3 separate regions of the Sus scrofa genome follow, and all the other regions are linked to region 1. A link is a contact called in public Hi-C data. All regions are on one chromosome and are shown on one strand. Each heading gives the region's core, a stretch centred on a gene start, on an enhancer-like site or on the middle of the called end of the contact. The rest is flanking DNA. Distances are from core to core; before and after follow the strand shown.

Evidence for each region. Hi-C and Micro-C count contacts between places; a contact is called where the count stands out from the background.
Region 2: a Hi-C map of liver shows a contact between it and region 1, with 4 times the contacts expected there. The contact joins the promoter of MLXIPL here to the promoter of TBL2 in region 1. A contact is called at or near these places in 5 of 47 Hi-C or Micro-C datasets (embryonic fibroblasts, liver, omental adipose tissue and 1 more).
Region 3: a Hi-C map of embryonic fibroblasts shows a contact between it and region 1, with 1.7 times the contacts expected there. The contact joins the promoter of BAZ1B here to the promoter of TBL2 in region 1. A contact is called at or near these places in 1 of 5 promoter capture datasets (liver), 6 of 47 Hi-C or Micro-C datasets (alveolar macrophages, embryonic fibroblasts, epiblast stem cells and 3 more) and 1 of 2 datasets of contacts at active chromatin or transcription factors (alveolar macrophages).

The regions. Positions count from the first base shown.
Region 1 is chr3:10,890,837-10,894,314 of Sscrofa11.1, reverse strand. TBL2 (transducin beta-like protein 2) reads left to right here and starts at 1,882. Exons shown (of 12, transcript XR_002342318.1): 1 at 1,882-2,093.
Region 2 is chr3:10,932,459-10,935,936 of Sscrofa11.1, reverse strand. It overlaps MLXIPL (carbohydrate-responsive element-binding protein), which reads left to right and starts at 1,680. Exons shown (of 15, transcript XM_021086328.1): 1 at 1,680-2,036. It overlaps LOC102163947 (a long non-coding RNA gene), which reads left to right. Exons shown (of 5, transcript XR_002342320.1): 5 at 90-324.
Region 3 is chr3:10,842,328-10,845,805 of Sscrofa11.1, reverse strand. BAZ1B (tyrosine-protein kinase BAZ1B) reads left to right here and starts at 1,888. Exons shown (of 21, transcript XM_021086315.1): 1 at 1,888-2,026; 2 at 2,258-2,375. The coding sequence starts at 2,269.

The DNA.
Region 1 (3,478 bases), core at 633-3,132:
TAATTGTTAGAGAAGCGAGTCTCATTGGTAGAGAATACAATTATGGAAACAGAGAAAACCAAAATGAAATATTTCCTGTTAAACAACTGATGGGAACTCACAGTCTTCTATCTATTAGTAAATGAATATAGATAGTTATAAAAAAATTGAAAGAATCTTCTTGAAATTCCCTGGTGGCTCAGTGGTTAAGGATCCATGTTGTCATTGCTGTGGTGTGAGTTTGATCCCTGGCCCAGGAACTTTCACATCCTGTGGGTGTGGCTGAAAAAAGGTAAAAAAAACAAAAACAAAACTGTCTTGTTAAAAAATCTCCTTTCAACTTCCTTTCTACTCCCAGAATACCCCAAGTCCAGGCTCTTATCACCTCCCTCCGGCATCCTTGCAACCACCTCTTGGTTTTCCTTCTGTCTTTGGTCTTGGCACAAACTAGTCCATTCAGAGAATCTTCAATACATGGATTTTGAGCCACGTCAGCCTGAGATAACCAGCAGAGGCCTCTCTCTGCTGGACTGAGCGGACGACACTCCAGGCCTTCCAGACCTCTCCAGTCTTACCTGCTTTTTATTTTGCTCATGTCCTGCCTCCACACACCATCCTCCGGCTCACCTTCCTGCTGTCCCACCCCCTAACTGCAGAACTACCCTTTCCCCTCTCCATTCAAAGTCCATCTGAATTTCTCCTGATACTAAGAAGACTTTCCCACCAGTTGAATGGGAGTGATAATCACTCCCTTGCCTCCTTGAAAGAATCCAGCATGATGATGGCTGGAAAAATGCCTTTAATAACTAATTATTCAAGGGGACGCTTGAGCAGAGTCTGCATCTCTTGCCTGCTATTCTCCACTGTCACAGAGCCTCAAGAGCCAGACTCCCTTACAAAGCGGGTCTGGGAGGTCCCCTTGTGGCTCAGTGGTAACGAACCCAACTAGTATCCATAAAGATGCAAATTCAATCCCTGGCCTTGTTCAGTTGGTCAGGGATCTGGTGTTGCTGTGAGCTGTGGTGTAGGTCACATACACGGCTTGGATCCCAGAGTGCTGTGGCTATGGTGTAGGCCAGCAGGTATAGCTCCTATTGGACTCCTAGCCTGGAAACTTCCATGTGCAGCAGGTGTGGCCCTAAAAAGCCAAAAAAAAAAAAAAAAAAAAAAAAAAATTAATGGAGTTTCCATCCTGGCGCAGCAGAAACGAATCTGGCTAGTATCCATGAGGTCGCAGGTTCAATCCCTGGCCTCTCAGTGGGTTAGGGATCCCATCATGCGGTGAGCTGTGGTCGCAGACCCTCTTGGTTCTGTCCTTGCTGTGGCTGTGGTGTAAGCCAGTGGCTACAGCTCCAATTCGACCCCTAGCCTGGGAACCTTCATATGCCATGGGTGTGGCCCCTAAAAAACCAAAAACTTAAATTTAAAAAAATTAAAAAAAATAGGAGTTCCTGTTGTGGCGCAGTGGTTAACGAATCCGACTAGGAACCATGAGGTTGCGGGTTCGGTCCCTGCCCTTGCTCAGTGGGTTAACGATCCGGCGTTGCCGTGAGCTGTGGTGTAGGTTGCAGACGCGGCTCGGATCCCGAGTTGCTGTGGCTCTGGCGTAGGCTGGTGGCTACAGCTCCGATTCAACCCCTAGCCTGGGAACCTCCATATGCCGCGGGAGCGGCCCAAGAAATAGCAACAATAACAACAACAACAACAACAACAAAAAAAAGACAAAAGACAAAAAATAAAAAAATAAAAAAAAAAATAAAAAGCAAAAAAAAAAAAAAAAAAAGTGGGTTTAGACGCCCAGCGCTCAGGCCCCGCCTCTCAAGGAGGGGGGGAACTCAGGCCACGCCCCTCGGGGCGCTTCAGCGATCCCGCCCCGCCCCTCAGGACGCGCCAACGGCCAGGCTCCGCCCCGCGTGCGCGCGCGGCCCCGCGGAAACGTGCAGGCGCCCGGGAAGCCAGAGGCTGAGGTGGCATCGGCCCTGAAAACATGGAGCTTCCGCAGATGCCGGAGCTGATGGGGCTGTCGCTGTTACTCGGGCTGCTGGCCCTGATGGCGACAGCGGCGGTAGCGCGAGGGTGGCTGCGCGCAGAGGAAGAGACCGGCCGGCCCGTCGGTTAGTGGCACGGGGGCGGGTAGGGGCGACCCGCGGGGACCTCGCTCCCGGCCTCCTCGGGGTCCGACCTGCAGGTTGGGCCTGCGGGGGTCCCAGAGACCCACCCCCTCCCTGGGCCTCAGTTTCTCCTGTTGTGACCTGAGTTTCGCATCCGGAGACGAGGCGACTCCATGCCCGGCTGGTCTCGCCCTTACGACCTACTAGAACCTGGGTCCCGCGTGGCCGCGGTCTTCGTGGCCGAGACCAAGCCGCCTTCCCTCCGAGCCGCAGCTTTTCCCCGGGGCCGCTGCGGGAGCGCTAGTAAACTCTCCAGCGCGCCCCTTGGTCGTTATTTTATGAAAAAGGGGTGGAGGGGGCGGGCATTCGTTTGTGAACGCTCTGATTCCCCGGTATACTAAGTACCTACTGCCTCTGTAGGCTTTGGGGTCTTTTCCTTTAGGGAGTCCCCTGTCGGGTAAGGAAGAATGTCCGAAAATGTAAGTGAAAATTGTAGTGTGGTAGGTTTCATAGGAAGGTCAGTACTAGAAACAGGAAGCCCAAGGGTGGGAGTCGCCGGCCCTCCTTTTTTCGGTGGGGGTGGGGGAGCAGGTAGGGAACCCGTGAGGTGGGGTCTTGAAGGATAGGCGTGTCAGAGTTTGCCGGGACACCAAGAGAGGGAGAAAATTCTTGCAGTGGCAATACGCATGAAGCCAGGGAGTCCTGAAACAGCATTTGATTTGACGGTAGTGGGAGGGGAGAGGAGAGGGCTTAGTAGACAAGGCTGGAGAGGCAAGCAAGAGGGCAGATTAGACTCTGTATGTGGCCTCAGGAGTTTTCTGGCTGTAGGAACTGAGGAGCATCTGGAGTGATCTAACACCTGCCAGCTTTGCTCCTGGCTTGATTCTCAATTAAATTAGCTATTTTATACAAAAGCGACGGGCACCATTTCCAGCACAGAGCAGGTCCTCAACCCATGTTGGCTACCTCTCGTCCCTGGGATTCCTTTGTGCCTTTTCATGCTTGTGTTGGGTACTCCACCTGTCATTTTGTATAGATTATCTCACCCAGTTCTCCACTTTCCTTTTGGCCCTTAGCAATTAAGTAACTTACCCAGGACCAGGGCCACCAGATTCCATTGGGCACATTATTCCCTACTTGGAGATACCTGGCAAAGTATCTGCATTCCACTGGCCATACTCTGTACCCACTGAGCTGTGTCAGCCCAGAAAGGAAGCCTTTTTTTCCTTCTGTCCTTTCTTCCTTCCTTTCTTTTTTCTTTTTCTTTTTGCTTTTTAGGGCTAAAAAGCACTTGTGACATATGGAAGCTTCCAGGCTAGGGATCGAATCAGAACTGTAGCCGCCAACCTCCGCCACAGCAATGCCAGATCTGAGCCATGTCTGCGTTG
Region 2 (3,478 bases), core at 431-2,930, 42 kb before region 1:
GCTTCTCATCTTCACTGCTATCCTCTTGTTCTGCAAGGGTTATAACCACCTCCAGACTAATTCCAGGTCAATCTGACATTTTTCCATAGGTGTGGCTGGAGCTAAGAGGGAGCCTGGAGAGAGAAGACTTGTCCAAACACCCCTGTTTTAAATATGGGTGGGTTAAATCCAGGATGCTCAGTTAAATCTGAATTTTAGATAAACAGTATGAATAATATTTTAGTGTAAGAATGCCCCAAATATTCATGGGACATACTTAGACTTAAAAAATATTTATTTTTATCTTGGAGTTCCTGTCATAGCACAGCAGAAATGAATCCGACTAGGAACCATGAGGTTGTGAGTTTGATCCCTGGCCTTGCTCAGTGGGTTAAGGATCTGGCATTGCCGTGGGCTGTGGTGTAGGTCACAGATTGAGCTTGGATCTGGCATTGTTGTGGCTGTGGTATAGGCCAGCGGCTACAGCTTCGATTAGACCCCTAGCCTGGGAACCTCCATATGCCATGGGTGCGGCTCTAAAAAGACAAAACATATATACATATAGTTTGTCTGAAATTCAAATTCAGCTGGGCCTCCTGGATTTTTATTTGCTAAATCTGGCAACCCTAAGTAGAGGGAAACTGAGGCCCTGGGAGAGGGAATGAGTATCTTCTCTGGTTGCTGAGCCTGTTCATGAATGCCCCTGCCTGGCTCAAGCCCCAGGCCCCTTACACACACACACACACACACACACACACACACACACACACACACAGCCTCTGATTTCATTCTCGGGTCCTAGCTCTGGCCGTGAATGGGTGTCTGTCCAAGGCGGCAGGACCAAGCCAAGAGCATGGGGAGAGGAAAGCGTGTGCAGACAAAGGCTGAGCTTGCCCCCCAGGACGGCACTGAGTATGGGGGTTTGGAAGGAGTAGGGGTGTCCTCATCGCTCCCCTTCTCAAGATGCCGACCCTAGGGCCACCACTGGCCTGTCCCTGTCCTCTCTCTGGGCGGCTACCCTGTGGGTGTTCAGGGTGCTTGTGGAACGATTGTGGCCATCAGGAGGAATGTGAGGACCCAGAAGGCAGATCACCTGAGGGAGGTTGGTGAGCTCCAGGCGGCAGGAGGGGGTGAGGGAAGAGGCTTCAGAGAGCGTGGGGTTCAGGGAGGGAGGCTCAAGGCAGAGCGTGCGGGGGGAGGGTGGTGCAGGGAAGGGAGGAGGCTTAGGAGGCAGCAGGGACCCGGAGGAGAGCAAGGAGGTCAGAAGGGGTTTCCAGGAGGCAGCGAGCCCAGGGAGGGCAGAGGCTGGGGAGGGGGAGGGCTCAGTAAGGAGCGGCGATGTGTGCGAAGCCGCGGGGGCTGCGCAGAGAAGGGAGTGGGGGTCGGTGAGGGCGATGGGAAATCGGGAGAGAGCCAAGTTTGGAGGTGGCTCAGGGCTGGGCCTCGGATGGAGCTGGCGTCCAGGGGATGAATGGGGTTCAGTGAGCCAGATGGGAACTCAGGACGGACGTGAGGTTGGAAGAGGGGCTGGAGCCCAGGGAGTAACCGAGGCGGTCCTGCCGCCACCTCTGCCCACCTGGGCCTGGCTCCACGCCCCTGGCTCCTCCCTTCTCCAACCCAGCCCGCGGTTTGGGAGCCAGGCTCCAAGCCCCCGCGGAGAGGGGGGTTAAAGGTGAGCGGGCACGAGCGGGTCCCAGACGGGGATTGGCAGGAGCCTGGGCCCAGGGCCCGGGCCATGGCTGCCCCACAGGCCTCCAGCTGGGTGAGCGGCTGCCACCCACGTGCTAAGGAGAGAAGGAGGCACCGGATCAAGGGGCAAAGGACACCCCGAGCGAGCGGGAGGGCGGAGGCCGGGCAGTGCCCACGTCCACACCCGCTGCTAAAAGCCGGCCCGCGGCGTCGCGCAGCGCACAGAGCCCTCTGCCGCCGGCGTAGAGAAGCCGCTGAGAGCGGCTGTGGCCCCGAGCATCCCGCGTGCTCCCCTGGACAGACGCCTCCCGGGGAGACCCCGTGGCCTGGTTGAGAGCTCCCTTACCTGCAAATCCCGCGGAATCCAGGTAAGCGGCACGGACGGGGGTCCACTGGGGGCAGATGCTTAGCACAAGGGGAGTCAGAGCCTCCCTTATGCTGGATCTCAGTCTCCTCACCTGTCAGATGGGGAGGGGGCGCTTCTATGGCTCTGCTGGGCTGCAGGGGTTAATACCTTGTGTACCTGCCCCCCTTCACTCAGGCGCCTCTGCGGGGGTGGGGTGCAGGGAAGAGGAAACCTCATACCCCAGAGAGGGCTCAGGATCAAGAATCCCAGACGAGCTCATCCTGCCTGCTCTTCCTGGAGACTCACGGACTCCCACTGCCTCCGGGCCCCACTGGCTGGGCTGGGACTGAATCTTGGTCCGGGGCTCTCCCTGGAGCTAGGTGTGGGACCAGAGAGCCAAGAGGGAGGGCATTCCTCCCTGCCGTCCCCCTGCCCTGGGCAGGGGTGGGTGCTAGTAGTAAAGCTGGTTCCAGGTGGGCCCTTGGGTGAGGGACCAGGACTCAGACTCCTCCTGGCTGGGCAGGGAGAAGCCACATGTCATGGTGGGACAGAGAAACCGTGTGGATTCCCAGCCACCAGGCTTTAGTCAACAGGTAGGGGCTAGGGAAGTGGTGAAGGCCACCCACGCTGGTCTGGCTTAGGGAGGCCAGGGCTCCCTGCCGACTCCCAGCCACCCTGCCCCCACCTGTGTCCCCTGAGTCCACACGTGGGGGCCAGGAGCTGGGGTCCAGCCTGGGCTGGTTTAGGAGCTTTGGGTGCTTGTCTCTGTCTGGCTGTGTGACCTTGGGCTTGTTACTTCCTTTCTCTGGGCCTGGCTCTCCCTCTGTGATGTAGGGAGGCTTCCTGGGCCACTGGTATGGAAACAAGGACAGAATAAACTGGGACAACAGGATGCCTCAAAGGACAGGGAAGCCCCCTCCAAACAAGGTCTCACTTGTCCTTTGCAAGGGGGAGGATGCAGCTGAATCAGGCGGCAGGTGGGGCCAGGGATCTACCCGGCCTCCATCTTGCCCAAGTTCTCTCAGCATCTGGCCAGCTCCTGCCCAGGCCCCAGATCCTCAGAAAAGGGGCCTGGGTCCCTCAGGCCCTGGAACCTGAGCAGTGGGTTCAGGCCCATCCCAGTGAGGCTTAATTCCTCAGCCTCAGGGCAGAGCCAGCTTCTGGAGGAGGAGGGAGATTCCAGTGGGGGCATTCTGGAGGATGCCCCCCCTCTGGCGAGGGTGATCCTTCTGACTGCAGCCCTCCATCCCCCTTACCCCTCCAAGGACACAATCCACCTCAGGCCTGGGCTCAGACCGAATCGTGCTCAGGCTCAGGCTGGGATCAGGACTCAGCCGGGGCCCAGGTGAGAGGGCTGCCGAGAACTGAGGTCAGGGCCATGCCTCGGGGCTTGGATTGCTGTGAATGAAAGTATGTGACAGCGATGCTGGTGACATTTGTGAAGTGAGGTGGACAGTAAAGTGC
Region 3 (3,478 bases), core at 639-3,138, 49 kb after region 1:
CCCTTGCCATCACTGCCACAAACCACTGCAATTCTTTTTTTTTTTTTGTCTTTTTAGGGCCACACCTGCGGCATATGGAGGTTCCCAGGCTAGGGGTCCAACGAGAGCTGTAGCTGCTGGCCTACACCACATCCACAGCAACTTGGGATCCAAGCTGTGTCTGTGACCTATGACACAGCTCACGGCAACATGGGATCCTTAACCCACTGAGCGAGGCCAGGGATTGAACCCAAAACCTCATGGTTCCTCGTTGGATTCATTTCTGCTGTGCCACAACGGGAACGCCTGCAATTCTCTTCTAAGCAGTCACTTCAGTTGAGTCCTCACAGGCTATGGCTGGGATGATGACTTCCTTTGCCACTCTCTTGACTTGATACTTTCTGCCTCAAATCCATATGTCTGAGGAGTTCCCCGGTGGCCTATTGGTTAAGGATTCAGTGCTGTCAACTGCCGTGGCTCAAATTCGATCCCTGGCCTGGGGATTTCTGAATGCCATGGATGCAGCCAAAAAAAAAAAAAAAAAAGAATCCCTATGTTTGAGACACATTGTCCTCAATTTACCAAGTCCGCCCTGCTGCTCCCTCTGCCTAGGATGTTTGTTTCTCATTTTTCTGCCTAGTGAAGTGCTACTTATCCCTTTACAATCAACTCAAATGCCACATCCTCTGACAAAGTTTCTCCTAATCCTCTTAAAAGAAATGGCTCCTGAAGGAGAATGAGCACTCTTCTCTGCTAGGTCTTCAGAGGAGGCGTCTGACCTAGAACTTACTTTTTACTGGGGAGTGTCCTCACTTTCAAGGTGAGAAGAAAAGGAGAAAAGGGTCTGGCACCGGCATGCCTCCATTTAGGGACAACTAGCAACCAGGGAAGGTACATTCTGGGGCCAGTGAAGGTTTCTGAATCAAGGGAGATAATTTAATAGCAAAGAATGATTAATAATTATGTTTCTGATTGTATGGGTAACCTAACAGATTTTGAACTAAGTGGGAGTAGTCTGCTTGGAGAAGCAGCTTAACTGTTCTCACTCTCTAGGTGTAGTTACCGCTGTTTTCTTACTGCGCACTTTGTACAGCACTCATTACAGAGAACTGTGATTATTTGTGTCTTATTTTTTCAGGAAGTCTCTGTCTTATTTTTTTCCCTATGGTACCCAACGCAGGGTCCTGAACCCGGCAGGCGCTAGTAAAGACTATTTGAATGAATGAGTGTATTTTTAATAGCCATATCCTTTAATGTATTTTTCTAAAGAAGCTTTGATACGATCCTTTCCAGCAAGCCACTAGAAACATCGTATTAATATCCACATCTCAACCACGCTCTCATCCAGAAGTTAACTTTGGGGTGAGCAGGGTTGGGCCTCAGGTTATGCCTCAGTCGAACCTTTGCGGGGCAAAGTCTCGGGGTTACTTCCCGCCAACCCCTCCTCCCATCCGCCCCACCCGCGCATCCCCGGGCGTGGCTGAGAGCGGCGCCTTTAAGAAGGGGGCGGAGCACGAGTGGGAAGACAAAGCCCCTGGCCGCGCGCTCCCCCTCCCCCCTCCGGCGCACCGCACGGACAGTGGTGCCCGGATGTCGGTGTCGCCTTCAGTGACAGATGGCGCAGTGTCTGTATATGTTAGAGGGCTTCTCTGGCCTGACCTGTTTGAATTCCTGGCCTTTCGGTGCCCCGCTATCCCCCACTTTCAACCCTGCCGCTGGAGGCCCGCACTTCTGTCACCGGCGCTTACATAACTTGACCTTTCACCTCTTCATACTGCCCTCTAGTGCGCTGCAACCCAACTAGGCAGCCCGGGAAGGGGGCGGGACCCAAGGGCCGAGCGGCAGCTCCTCTGAGCCAATAGACTCTGGGAGCTGACCAGCTCTCAGCCTATTGGAGCATTCGCCACCGGCGCCACAGGGGAGCAAGTTAGTGTGTGCGCTGGCCGGGCGGGGGGGAGGAGGGGAATCTCCCGCCATTTTTCAATAATTTCCTCCGGTGCAGCTGAGGACGCGTCGTGACTGCTGAACGCTGGGACCCGTAGCGAAGGTTGGCCGGAGGCTTCGGGGCGGTGCGGCAGTGTGCGTGGGAGTTCTGTGCCTTTGCGTCCCGTTCCATGGCCCTCGCGCGGCGGCGCTGGCCCTGAAGGAGCCGAGTTCGCGCCGCCCTCTCACCCCTCCCCTCCCCCACCCCACCCCGGGAGCCTGGCGCTTGCTCCCGGCCGCGGGGCCTAGTGTTGCGCCGCAGGCTCGCCGAGAGCCTACGTCTTCCCCTCCGCAGACGCCGCCGCCATGGCGCCGCTCCTGGGCCGCAAGCCCTTCCCGCTGGTGAAGCCGCTTCCAGGCGAAGAGCCGCTGTTCACCATCGCGCACACTCAGGAGGCCTTCCGCACCCGGGAGTATCCTTTTCCAGCCGCGCTGGCCAGGCCGCCCGCGGGGTGGGGTGGGGCGGGGTGGGCCGCGCAGCCCCGGGCCAGTGGCAGCTGTCAGCGCGCCCGGCGTCGGCGGGCCTGCACCCGGAGCTTGAGCCCGGAGCCTGCAGTTCCGGGGGCGGGAGGGCCGGCTGGCCGGCCGGGTTCAGGCCGCTCTGGAGCCCTGTGCCCTCCATCCTTTCCCGGACCCCGCATTTTGTCTACGGGCCTCGCTGTCGGTGAGCGATCCTCCAACCAATTTCCCAGGGGTTTGGTTTTAGGCCCTAATTAGCAGGAGAAACTGGGTTTCCTTTGCTGCTGCTTTTTTTCTTAAGTTTTGGGGATTGTACTCGCGCAGCTTCGTGATCTTGGTGATGCGTTCTACGTCAATCTCTGCAGGGGCATTTGTGTTTTGCTCCCCCCGTGTGGACTTTAGGGTGGTGATGGACTTACTGGTGATTTTCCAGACTTAGAGAAAAAGCAGGAAAAAGTTACCTTGGAGGAGCGGATGCTTTTCTTCCCTGGGTATGCACAGATAAGGAATTTTGACGGTGTACAGCAGATAGGTATTTGTCTTCTAACAATATTTAAAAAAATACCAAGACACGCTTAAAGTTTTTATGCTGTGCTTGAGGAACGCGAGGCTGATGTTTTAAGTACGAAGCATCTTTCTAATCATTGCTTAAGATTTCTTTCACAAGCTTTATTTGTCTTGTAGTTGAAGGTCGTACAACTCTTACTTTTTTTTAATGGATGCCAGCTAAATCCTTTATGAAGCTTAAGTGTAAACAAGATTTCTGAATCAAGCTTTCTTTAGTGAATAGAAAGCTTCAAGAGTGAAGGCTAATGTATTATTTAGTTTTATCTCCCCCTTCCCTTTGGAAGAACTTGATTTCTTAGTAGTTTGCTTGCCTCGGTATAGGAGGAAGCGCCAAGTGTGAGCCATATCATTTGATTTCATTTCTCTTTGATCTTCTCTTTAATATGATGCTTTACGGGGTAACCTCGCTCTTGTGTGAGTGCAGATTGTGGATGTTAGGTGTTTAGTACAGAGGGACTTGGAAAGTGAGTCTGTGCTTTAGGAAGGCTCT